2 separate regions of the Anas platyrhynchos genome follow, and region 2 is linked to region 1. Evidence: chromatin contacts called from public Hi-C data. All regions are on one chromosome and are shown on one strand. The core of a region is the stretch at or near the end of the contact, and the rest is flanking DNA. Distances in the headings are between cores, read along the strand shown. Region 1 holds the start of SLC9A7 (solute carrier family 9 member A7). Region 2 overlaps SLC9A7 (solute carrier family 9 member A7).

Region 1 (6,603 bases), core at 1,576-4,075:
ATGCGATCAGATCAGCAGCCAAAACATGGCGAAAGTAGAACAGGATGTGCTTGTAGCTGGGTTCTGAGAAAAGATAAGTGAGAAATGCTGGTTAAAGGTCTGGCTGCAGGCAGCTTCTGCTCTCGCCGCCCACCACCTCCAGCCGCTGTCATGCCACCTGATTCCTGCTGTGCTCGAGGAAAGAGGTCGGATGGCACGCTGCTGTGCGGCTAGACCAGAAATAAGAAGAGCTCCATCCCCTCTTCCTAAAGAAAGGAAGAAGCAAGCAATCGTCAGGACCTCCAGCTCTAACTACCTCAAACGCATCTTGCTGCCACGTTTTCATCTACTGCAATCACCCCAAGATTCAGTCACTGAAACCAACCATTTCAGAGGGCTTTTAGGTGCAACAAGACCAGTTTTTCTGGGTCATTGTCTCCACGATAAAAAGTAATCGGCATTTAACTGCCAGCCTACTTTTCTCCTGTACTTGAAAGCCTTTTACTCACCGCTAAAAGCCGCTGTTAAAGAAATGGAATGCAAAACGGTACAGGAGCTGTCGACTGGAGCTTAAAACCCTGTGAAAGTTACCTACCTCAATACCATGCTGATCAATACATCTTCGAGAGCACCTAGACACCTGTTATCATAATCAGAACTGCTTCATGCCAGGTGCTTCTGGTTTTTGGACTACAAATTTCAGTTAGAATATCGCCACACGATTTTGTGTCAAACATTAAATGTGTCTTAAACATCCAGTTTGAGATGCGTGCATTTCTCAGATCCCAAGTTATCAGCAAAGCATAAACGTTTCTCAGCCTAACCACTGTCTGTTAAATAACAGAAAGAAGAGGAAAACACTCCCATGTGAAGAATAAAGCTTGGTTATCAGAAGTGCAGCAGACAGTTACTATGATACTTACTATGGTTTTTTTTCTTTGCTCTAAAGGAAGTCTACAAAACATTTAAACGAAGCCAGGCCTCAGCGGAGCTTCACAGGCACCGAAGGCTAACAGCGTAAAACAGAACTGCACTTGCTGAGTATGTTTCCTCAGACATTTGCTGTGACATGGCAAGAGTCATTTTGCTTGGGAGGTAGGAAAGTGTGTGTTTTGAGATACCAGAGGGGTTCATTGGGATGTTTCCCCAAGATATTCACCGTCTATGAAAACAAAAAGATTTAGGTGAGGGAGTGCCAAGAACATGCGGCAGCTCGAGCCAATCATTATTTCGGCGGTGTTGCCTATGGTGCAGAAAGGGCCATACATAGCATGGCACTTTTTCCACCACACAATTTCACCATTTGTACATCAAATCAGGAATCTAGCGCCCATTTCATGGATCAGCAACTGCGAGCTATCATAAACTAATTTGAGTTTAACGAGAGGCAGAAGCTCTGTGGGTGAACAATTTCTTGTTGCCACCACAGCTCATCAAAATGCAAATGCCCTTGATGCCCTATTATTCGTATTGCACACATCAGCACGCCCGTGTACGCAGAATTTCTACCACACAGCCAACCACCCAGAGCTCTGTAATGGTCTTAAAGCAGTTTCTGAAGGTGACAGCACCAGGGTGATATTTAAATAACGTCCTCAATGCAACCTTACTCTGTCACTTCCAATCAGCATTCGTACAGTTAATCTACCACCTCCCGGGCACTATTCAACTGTTAAGGATTACGATATGTTAAGGATTACGATACTCGTGCATAATTTACTTATATGCCCCGTCTTTAATTTGCCGGTTTTCAACAAGGAGCATACGTGAAATACACAGCAATGCAGCAAAGATATCAGTGACTAAGAGCAAAGCGGGGTGGTTTGAGAGATGCTTCAGCAGAGGAAAATTCCACTGCCTGGCAAGCAACCACGTCCATCCTGAGAGCAGGAGTACTCGGCGGGGAGGACCCCCTTCCCTGCTCGCCCCCCGGCGTGCTGCATTTCTCACCCGTGGCATCCCAACCCACGGCAGGCAGGTGTTTCGCACTGCTCAGCGGGAACGCCAACTAAGAAATCAGAAAGGCCCACAGCGCTAGGGCAGGACAAATCAGTTTCCAAATGGGTGACTGCTTCTCCTCGGGACTGCCATGTCCCCTGTAGTACGAATCCCAATTGCATAAGTTCGCAGCAGGGCGCTACGCCCCAGCAGGGGCTCACCTGCAGCTCCCTGCACCAGTGGCTCCTGGAAACAGCTCGGGGTTTCACACACACAGAGGACACACACAGGCTCTGTGCAGGCACTCACTGCCACTTTCCTGGCGCTCCCTGGGAGCAGGAGCAGACAAAGCCACCCCAGCACTGCACTCCTTGAGCAGACTGGGTTCAAGACGAGCTGGGGGAGCTCTGTAGGCTACCTGCTTTCTCTGTGATGAGCTGGTAGCAGCAAGCAGGACCCGCACCCTGCTACCAGCAGCCCCCCAAGCCCAGCCCAGCCCAGCTCAGCTCACCGTAGATCATGGCCAGGCCGGTCTCGTGGAGGAAGCGGACACGGCGGTGCTTGAAGAGCCAGATGGTGAGGATGGTGAGGGTGAGCAGCAGGATGAAGGTGAGCAGGCTCACGCTGTCCTGCCGGTGGCTCTCCTCCGCCTCCTGCTCGGTGGCGAGCTCCTCCATGGCGCTGCTGCTACCACCACCACCAGCAGCAGCAGCAGCAGCGCCGGGCTCGGCCGCCCGCAGCCCGCCGGCCCCCAGCAGGAGGAAGAGGAGGAGGAGGAAGAGCGGCGGCAGCGACATGGCCGCGGCTGCCCGGGCCCCGAGCCGGGGGAGGCGGCCCCAGCCCCGGCCCCGGCCCCGGCACTGAGCGAGGCGCCGGCCCCCGGCCCCTGACAGGCGGCGGCCGCGGGGCGGAGCCGGGGCGGCTCCTGGGCCGCAGGGGCGGGCAGCGAGGGCCGTGGGGGGAAGGCTGGGGCCGGTGGGGCCAAAATCTCAACTTTCTGCCCCGACTCGGTGCTGTGACGAGAGGCAGGGGCTGACCGTGCCTGGAAAGGAGGGGGGAAATGGGGCGGCGCGGCTCGCTGCGCCTGCAGGGGCTGGGCTCGCTGCTCGGGGGGAAAGGCAGCAAAAAAGGCTGTGGAGACGTCCAGCTGTTTGTACAGCAGGTGCCCCAGGGTCAGTGCTGCCCTCTGCCTCAATATTAGTGCACAGCTCTTTCTGTGGGGGTTTCAGGAGTCTGTCCCAAACTTCCCTGCTAGTGGACTCGGGATTGCCTCTTACCACATTCATTCATAAGAGTCCCTTCTAGAAACTTTTCAAGATGGTAACTATGTAAATTCACGTTTCTATTTACACATAGTCCCTTTAAACATGCTATTTATACAAGCTCCTCAGCAGCCCTCGAAATCTGGTACAGTTATCTGTAAAGGTTGGATTGTACGGCAGTGAAAGTGTTCCTCGAGGAGATGAAAAATGCTCATTTGCCTTAAAGACCTGGCTCTTAAACCTACGTGAACCATTAAAAATTGCTGCCTTCAGACTGTCTCATGTTAAATCTCACATTCAGATTAGTGTTTCTTTTACAAAGATAGCTTTGTACCTCCAAATCTTCAGGACTTAAAAACCTATAGGCCTCACAGCAGCCTACAGGTGTGCAATACAGTGCTAGGTATGTGTAATGCTGATAAAGTTGTAAAATAAAAAATAAATAAATAATGTAAAATGAAAAATAAAAAGCTATACGACTATAGTAACAAAATCACTAAGGTTGGAAAAGCCCTCCAAGATCATCTGGTCCAACCGTCCTCCTGCCACCGATATCACCCACTAAATCATGTCCCTAAGCACCACATCCAACCTTTTTGGCTCTCTTCTGTTTTGTTCTTTGCTGTGCACTGTGCTGTGCCAAGTAAAGTCAGTCCCTAAGTGTACAGTGGGTCTTAAGAAAGCAATTTACATCTATACTTTATCTACCTCATCTACCTCGTAGATGAGCTGCAGTCAGCATCTTAAATTGCATTCTGCAAAATCTTCCATCAGTAATTTGTATTTTATCTTCCAGCATTCCTGCAGGTCAGATGCATTATGCCTCCTGCTCTCCAGGCAACAGCGAGTAATATCAAGGCAATTCTTTCAATGATGAAGTGTAATAGCCTGGTCTTACTCTTTTTTTTTTTTTCTTTTTTTTTTTTTTTCTTTCAGCTGTACTATTGTTTGTGGAGGAAAACATTATCCATAGTTTGGCATATCAGTACTACCATAAGCACAACTTTTAAATCTCCACACTCAAATTTATGTGTTTTGACTGCTGCATTGCCCTTGTAGCCTCTGCCCAGGTATCCCCTCATCCTAGGGACACCTCCACTAAAATCAGCACCTCAGTGGGCACCGTCTCAAAATATTTTTATTGCACATAAAATTTATTTTTGCCACTGTTGTGCATAAAATCCGGTAAAACTCATCCTTGTGTTGGACAATGGGGATGTGACTAATCACATACACAAATCAGTGACAAGAATATGATTGTTTCTGTCTGTTTAGGAGTTCAGTCAACTTTTAATAGCGATATAATTAAGGTCTCCTCCATTCTGTGCATTGTCTAATAGGTTGTTGCCAGGAAATTTGATGCACATATTCCCACATGTGGTATATGTGGCTCCTACAGACCAAAGTCTGTTGTTCTTACACTCATGGATTGGTATGAGGGTGCCTGAATAGTTCATCAGATTTAAACAGGATCATCTGGTGAGTATAGCATCAAATAAAATAAAGGTATCAGCCTTAGCTTGTCTACGTAGCACTGTGAACCAGGATTTACAGCATCCTTCTGTGAGAGCTGTGTTCATACACCTCAGTTCCCTACAGCAATGTCTCTAGTGGACTGCTGTGGTGGTTTTAGTCCATTAGGAACATCAGCAACATCACCTCTAGGTAAGCTTCATCACCACAGTAATCCTGCGGTTGCAGCTGTGCTCCAGACTTTTTGGCACGTCTCCACCTGCCTTCCCATGCCATTCTGCACTAAACCTTTGCATTCTCTGTAAGTGGCACCTGGATGTTACCTCTGTTTCAAGGCCACCACATACATTGTAACCTATTCACTTAGCAAAACTATCTTTGTTCTATCCCTGCTTTCTTCCCACTTGCCATATTTTTATCTGGTTCCATGCAGAGGCCTTAGATTTGATTGCTGTCTGAGAGGCCCCGCTCGAGGCAGAAACAATGACGTGCGAGGTGATGGCCAGGTGGGATCACAACAGAGGCATCAAGGTCATAACACAAAAGCTATGAGATGGCAGTGGACAAAATCTAATCATTCTACTGAGTTCAGCCATAGCTGAAGGGATGCAGGAGGATTTTTGGTATTAAATGCTAATAAACAGGTGCATTTACACACAGTCACAGTGACTCACAGGATTGATACGGATCAGCCTGCTCCATTCCTTTTGCCAGCCAGTCTTCTCTCATTGACAAGTTCATGTTGCCAGAAGCACTGTCAAGTTGTCCATTCAGCAGTTTTATAATTTCCTTTGTTCTGTAAGCCATTGTTACCATGTGAAACGACACACACTTCTTGTTTATTCTTATTCCCAGAACTGAATAATGTTATGTTAGACAAATGCCAAGTGTTATTTTCACGCCTCGCTCTGTCTCTGAGCTCTTGGTGTTAGCATTGTTCGCTGCTCATCAGTAACACCTAAGAGCTTCTACCCTCTGTCCAGACCTTTTTTTGTGTTCAGCTCTGCTTTCAGTAGCTCTTTGTGTTGCTGAAAACAGCATTTTGAGATTTTCACTGATCTAACATGCCCTTATTGGACTGATTCTGAGAGAGAAATGCCTCACAATTGCTTATGCTTACAACAAACTGCAAAATCAAACTAATCCTTATCTCAATATGTGGTGTCTTTGTACAACTTCCCTTGCATGCTCAAATTTTCTACCACATTAATCCAGAACACAGCAGCAAGTTGATTAGTATTCAGAATAACCTTGCAGCAGCTAGCACAGTCCTTATCACCTTCCTTTCTTTCTCCTTTCTTCCCACCTAAGTTTAAACCTCCCATCGCCATGCTTTCAAAATGGCAACCCATCCTGAGCCTATTGCCAGCTTCTGACAGTGGCCGGATTGCCTTGTGGGCTGCCCACCTGTGTCAGCATTAAAACATCCCTACACCTTGGGATCCCAGAAAATGTGCCTTGTTGCCAACATCACCTACAAGACAACTAAGTGTTCTGAAACAAAATCCCGAAGAATGTGTCATATTTTGACTCAAAAAGGAACTTGTTTGAATATCCATTTTGTTGGAGGTGCTAACAATTGTGACACATTTGTCTATTAGTACCAGTTTTGCAGAGGTGTTGTATATCAGAGAAAATGTCAAAACTGCCACTTTTCATTGTGCAAATGCAGAAATCAACATTACCCTTTCCAACAGACAAAAGTGTAGCAAGAGTAAAAGCTCTTTCGTGACACTTGCAGGGTGCAGGAGTTGTTCCTTGCTATACAGCCATATCTTGGCTTTTAGGGCTTGGTACATTTTAAAAGTGTCAGAGAGGAATAAGAGTAGGAATTTTATCCACAGAGGGGGGCTTTGTCATGGCCCTCACATCCAAATAGGACGCTTTCCCCTTCTAGCTGTTCATGAGACAAGGAAGTCCCATTCTAGTAGGAACTAAGCAGGTTTCCCCT
Region 2 (6,603 bases), core at 1,078-3,577, 34 kb before region 1:
ACTTTGTGGCACAGAGTCCTTAGGACTTTGATGTAAGGGTTAATGAAAGCCTTTCTCAGAATTCTTGCTCCTGCACGACATCAGGAGAACTCCAAGTCAACCACCATCATTTATTTAGTAAAGCCAGACACCAACAGCCTTCAGGCACACAGGATAATACCAAAGCCTCAAACTGAAAAAGGATACAAAGGCTCCAATGATGAAAACTGGGCTGAATATGTGTTTCTGGAAAGTAAACAGTGCCAAACCCATATAAGAAAATATGAAGTTCTCAGCCAGGAAGTGCAATACCTCAAATAGCTAAGGGGAAAAACACAGACAAGAACATATTAAAGGCCAAGCAATAAAGACACTTTTCAAAAGAAAGAAAGAAAAAAAAAAAAAAGAGTACACAATTCTAGAGCAATAGAATGTACAAGAGGAAAAAGAATCTTGCCTGCTTGGTGCGACTTCTTGATTCGACTGACAAGTTATTGTATGTATAATGTGCCTGGGTAATTCCACAAAACAGGACAGCCACCACACCTGTGAACAGAATTACAGGTAAGTATCAGTGTTTCCTACATAAACACAAGACTTCTCCCTTTTCAAGTTCTATTAAACTTAAACAACATCCTTAACCCTGGGATTTTATGAAACTCATTTTCAAGTCAAGGATTAGGCAAGGCACAGGGGGGCAGAAGCATTGGAAACAAATCCAAGCTGTTCCTAAAAGCTTTTGCCGCACAGTGAGTTGCTCCATCAGTGGTATTGTGCAGGAAATAAATATATATATATATAACTGCTAAAATCGTGTTCCTTATAGGAAGGTTTAAATGAGAAAGTGGAAACATGGTAGCTTAGACAGACAGGACTTCTCTTAGTGTACTCGAAGCCACAACTCACCGGTAAATCCACAAGCTTCTGCTAGCAGGAAGGTGCTCCAGGACATCAAGAAGAAGAGAGCCGTTTCCAGCAGGGGGAAGCAGTGCAACTTGGTAAACTTCGTCACGTTGAGTCATTTGTTAAGGGATCAAGAATAAGAAACTCACCAGTCCTTTGGCTTCTCTGTACCCAATATTTGTGAAAAGAGCTATTACATGCTAACAACCAATGCTACTCTGAGAACAAAACACTTTTTGCTGAAAAACATCAATTCCATCACATGCAGACAAACTTCAGAATCAAGGTCTCCCCTTACAAGCCATCAATTTTAGGTATTTGTGCTGCATATCCACAGCATAACTACAGCTCCACCTGCGTGAACTAAGAGCTTATTCAATACCATGTTTCCCTGCAAAGCACCAGCAGGGAAGGCATGTGTACTTGGTGTTCCTTTTACTGTTCTTTCATTTTATTTTTAAATAAACACATGTACACAGGTCACCTTTAAATAAGTCATAAAATACATTCAGAAGTGCTTCATTACAGGGCTGTTCTTGACTACAGGAATCCTAGGATGAAGTAGATCTGTCAGAATTTTTCTGCTCAGATTTGTTGAAAAGGTCTTTCAGCAAGTTGGGCTACTTGTGTACTTTTGAGGCAAAGCAGATATCCTGCCTACAACAAAATGCATTGCTTCTTGTGTTAATGTGCTTTAGAGGACAAGCCAGCTCAACCACAGCAGCTCAGCCCTTCAATGGGAGTAAGTTTTATCTTCCAGATGAGAGCAAAACTTGAATAATGTCAAACACACAGTGAATTAACAGTTCAGATAGCTACTGAAATAGTGGGACAGATTTCAGTAGTCTTAAACATAGCTTTCTACATAATACAGAATGTTTGTTCACCTGTCTATGGACCTTTTTACCCTACAAGCACTACTCTGGCAGCACACAAACATGTTACAGAGAGAAACCATGTGCTAGTAAGAGTGGTGGAGAAGTCCTTGTTCTGACAACCAGCAGTCGTCTCTGAAATCCAAGCAGAAGGAGAACACGAGAACAGTAAGGACACCTGAAACAGCAACAAGGTGGTAGCACTCCCTGCCCCTGTGTAGGAAGCCAGTACCTTGACAGACACAGAGAGGCTGCACCACCACCCACCGCTCCTCTTCATGCACAGCACAGCTGCAGCCAGGGCTCTGCAGCATTACACAACCAAAACCTAATGGCAACCCAGCTGCTTGAGAAGTCACAGTTCAATATGTGATGGGGATGTTAAACGCAAGGAGGAGCACCCCTTTCACAAGGCAATTCACAGGCTGTGGGAGGTGTGGGGCTCAGCACTCCTTGTGACTCTGGCAAGAAGCACTCAGTTGGCCTGGAAAACCCAGTGGAAGCAGTCTCCTGCGGGCTTCACCACAGAATACAGAGTTCACAGCAAGCCACAAGTGATTAACACCAGCAGCAAAACAGCTGACAGCATTTCAGGGGAAGTCTGGTTAGCACAAAGCACTGCTGAGCCCAGCTACCTGCTCCCCACCCATGCCACTACTTCTTGGTGGCCTTCTGAAGCTAGGAGAGAGCCCTCATCGGAGCTGATGCCTCATTTCTAGTCTCTTCTGGCAGCTTTGGGAATCAAACTCTATTCCCCTGGTTGTTATGCTGTAAGTAAGTAAACTAAAACATTTTAGAAGGCCAAAAGTCAGCATATATTATCTGTATCATATTTGCAAACCAAGTGTTCTGCCTGCTTTCAAAGGACAATGCAGGACCACAGGAACCCCCTTTGCTGGTACAGGTACAGCTGTAGGTACTCCACAGCTGTGGCAGCACTACAAAACATTGGGAATCAGGTCCTATTAACTTCACTCACGGCTTAAGTTATGGGCTCTAATTAGCTGAGAGTAGTAAAATGCGCTTTTACAGTTTGCTTGTAGAGTATTACAAGATGTTAAGTATTCCTTCGCCAAAAATAGTTTAAATGGTATAATTAGAGCAAAAGTTTATGTATTTTTATGTATTTATTTTTAAACCGGAGGCTGTCTTGTGAACAGTTTTATAGCACTGTCCTGAACACAAGCATTACAAACAGCAAGAACCAACTGCTGCTTTTAGACCATGATTTTACAAAATGGATCCGAATGTATCCAGGCTGTAATTAGAAGCTAGCCAGAAAGCCAAAAACCACAGCAACAGCACTCGATCGGCTAGAGCTATAGATGGCTGGTAGCTTAAAAGCCAGGCTAAGAATCATCATTCTGGGTCACATCGATTGCAGAACAGCGGAGCTTGAAGACCAAATGTTAAAGCATCGCAGCACACCTTCCCCCCATATCTGAAGGGTTTCCATTATGCAGGATACAAAGAGGCAAACCTGAGCAGTGTATATATAACAAGATACAGTTCAGACATTATTGGTGAAGATCAAGAGTCACAGGTTCATGATTATTGTAAAAAATATCACATTCTACCAGTTTTCAGAAGTCTAGGCAGATCACAGCAAGCTGGGATGTGTAAAAGTATCATTATCCTAGCCAGCCCAAAAGCAGAGTTTGATTTTTTTTTTTTCCCTTTCCTGGGGAAACATCACAATTTCTGGTGCAGATCAGACTTCAGATTTATTGCCCAAGCCTAAAGCAAAACCCACACAGATTGCTCCCTGAGTGCCTCAGAGCTCTCATCAAACAGACAAAGCTTCAAGAGAGCAGGACAGGTCAAGCAAAGCACGTAATGTTATGATGTTAACTCTGGTAGAGATACTCTTATCCAAGCCGCATGATACAAGATTTCCAGCAGAAAGGTTAAATGCAGAACTCAGAAAGAACCCATTAGGGTCAGAAATAGCTATTAAGGATTTTGCTGAAGAAGAGCAAAACACCAGTTATCCTATGAGATGTCTTTCAAGCCTATATAATAAAAACTTTTTTATAATTCCTAAAAAGAAACTGAACATTAGGACGTGTCTATTTAGGGCTCCCCCTTGGCTTTAAATCTTTTGGCAGTGCAATGCACGCAGCAACATCACTAAAACTTCTGGCGTGGCCACAGTTACACCAGAAAAAAGGGATTTCTGTGGATACCTATATGCCTTTCTATAGGCAGAGGTCACACGAATGCTGGTCACGTCTTCACAATCAGATTAAAACCAGCTTGAGTCACCATTGCTACTGCTGGAAATAGGTGAGCTCCATTAGCACATGAATGTAGCATCTTATCTGGAAAAGCTAAACATGAAAAAGGATATCAGAGCTGTCACTACTCCTGTCACTGCTCCCATCATGAAAGAACCACTGAATATTCCCAGGAAAACACCAACCGACTTGAAAAATGCTGCTGCATCAAAAGCATGGGTATTTTCACCTGTTGGCTGGTAGGCAACTATCGATCTAGGAACAGAGTTAACACAGTGACAAGTTAGATGTGGCATCAGGAAGGCTTTACTCCAACAGCATCACCTGAACAGCAGAAAAGTCAAACCCATCCTGAAGGCAAACTTTTATTTCTGGTGCTTCTTATGCATAAGATATCTTGGCAAATGCTTGTAATATTTACAAATTCAGCTCAAGATGATCCACTTAAATTTAAAATAGCATATCTAAAATAAATGCTTTTTCTGAGAAAAATACCTAAAACGATTAAGTAATTTCAGAACAGAATTTCAGGTAATTACTTACGAAGATAATACAATGGCAACAGCGTCATTCAACACGCTCTCCCCAAACAGAAGGGCATAGAGATCAACATCAGCATGCAGCTCATTAAATATTGCTAGCACGGTAACTACAGAAAGAGGGAAAAAAAAAAGAAAAGACTAGCTGACTTCAAGAAAAACTGTGAGTTGTGACATAGTAGACTTTCCAGTTTGCCTTAAGCAACAAAACCCAAAATTGAAGTACAGGCTCAAAATGAAACTGGGAAATAGACCAGCCACATTTATCTACAGGTAAGCAGCTTCACCATCAGTTTTAAGGCAGCTCGATTAGGAAGGGGGCTCTGCAGTCCTGTCTGCAAAGTCCCCCATGATCACAGGGCACAGTGCAAATGAAACTTCTACCAAAAAAAAAAACCACCACCAACAACAACAAAAAAAAACACCTTCAGCACCTAAACACGTTCAGCACCTTCAGCAAAACATTCTGCAGCCCTTGCTACTTTTAAAGGCTGCATGGCTTGTTGACATGGCTTTATTAGTTCAGTCATAGTGCTAATAGCTGTAAGTGTTCCCCAAAGCACGCACTATGCCACAGCAGTGTAAAATTGTGTAAGATTAGACATATTTAGCAGTCTTGCCCATTTCAATCAGTGTTTTCACAAACACTTCAGTCTGGCATGAGAGAATGATTCTGAAGATGTTCCCATATATCAGCTTCAAAAAAATCAGATGGTACTTCTTTTTTGCATAAAGGCCAAAATCATGTGCAACCACGAGCTGTTCAGAGCTCAGCTCAATCACAGGAGCTACTTCCCATTTTTACACCAACTAACACATGCGACATCACACAATCTGTTTTAAACATCAGGCTTCACACTTCAACACTCCCTCCCCTAGCCCTTCACGCACACCAGCTCTCCAGGCTCACCTGTCAAGCGTGGACACCTTTGTGAATATGCTGGACTTCCAAGGAATGACTAAATTTTTTTGCCAAAAGATAATCTGCAGAAGAGCATTCTTCTGCTTGAATTTGTATAGCATCATTGGAATGAGAAAAAAACACAAAACCTACTCAAATTCAGCCCTTAAAATATCCTTTGTCCCAAGCAACATAGCTACGGAAGTCCTACTATCCACACAGTATAATAATTTCATTAATTTTCAGCCTTAAATTTGAGGTACACTAAACAAAAATCTATTAGGGAAAAATATTTAAAATAACATAATGAACAGGAAAGTTTGATTTGTCCCCAAACATATTATCACGTCAACAGACTGACAGAACAGCTTTCACAGCACCCAGCATTTGTATCCATTTCACAGAAAATCAGAGATACTAGCACAACATCACTGAAAATAAAATGCAATTAATATCTTTGTGCTGTACAGCCAACAATCCTAGCAACAGGATCTTCTAAGAAGATTATTAAAAGTTATTTAGCAAGCTACCTGGATCAGTGGCAGATATTATTGCTCCAAAGAGGAGGCAGTCTGTATAATAGAATTTACCAGAGAGCTGTCCCACCAACTTCATTAGTTTCACAACCCCATACATGAGATTCCTGTAGAGAGAGGATAAAACAGTCCAAGTCAAACAAGCTGGCACATTTCAGACAGGCAAAGCAAAACCACAAGCAACAGTATTTCAGGTGGGCTTTGTTATTCTATTTTCCATGAAACACTGCTGCAGTTTAACACTATGCTCTCAAAATTAAGTTCCCTCTCTTTCTGAGCAAACTGAGCAAAGAGTGAGATATGATCCAACATTTAACAGTTAAAATCAGCAAACAACAGAAGATCTGTTCATACAACTAGCACAAACTCCACAGGCTGCTTCCTTTTTCCACCGCAGGGAACATTTCTGTGCTCAGAATTCCCCTCAGTGTTGGTTCTGCCACAGTACACAAAGATACAGAAAAAGCTCTGAACTAAGAATAGCTTTTAACATATTTCTCTTTGGTGAAATTGAGAGACAGGAACCAAAGTCACATATGCAACTCTGTATTTCTCTCTCTGCAATTTCTGTATTTCAGAACACCCAAGAACACAGCAATACTAGTGCGTAAGTGATCGTATGCAAGTAAACCA

Evidence for each region. Hi-C and Micro-C count contacts between places; a contact is called where the count stands out from the background.
Region 2: a Hi-C map of F1 follicle shows a contact between it and region 1, with 4 times the contacts expected there. The contact joins the enhancer-like site here to the promoter of SLC9A7 in region 1. A contact is called at or near these places in 5 of 8 Hi-C or Micro-C datasets (F1 follicle, F5 follicle, liver and 2 more).

The regions. Positions count from the first base shown.
Region 1 is chr1:137,506,894-137,513,496 of IASCAAS_PekinDuck_T2T, reverse strand. It overlaps SLC9A7 (solute carrier family 9 member A7), which reads right to left and starts at 2,825. Exons shown (of 17, transcript XM_027454186.3): 1 at 2,429-2,825. The coding sequence starts at 2,714.
Region 2 is chr1:137,540,870-137,547,472 of IASCAAS_PekinDuck_T2T, reverse strand. It overlaps SLC9A7 (solute carrier family 9 member A7), which reads right to left. Exons shown (of 17, transcript XM_027454186.3): 5 at 5,965-6,077; 6 at 4,538-4,643; 7 at 4,108-4,249; 8 at 886-991; 9 at 437-525; 10 at 187-300. Among named protein-coding and RNA genes, the nearest start is that of SLC9A7, 33 kb to the right of the region's middle. Within about 2 kb of position 2,327, at least 1 of the 8 cell types and tissues checked has an H3K27ac peak or open chromatin away from gene starts, as enhancers often do.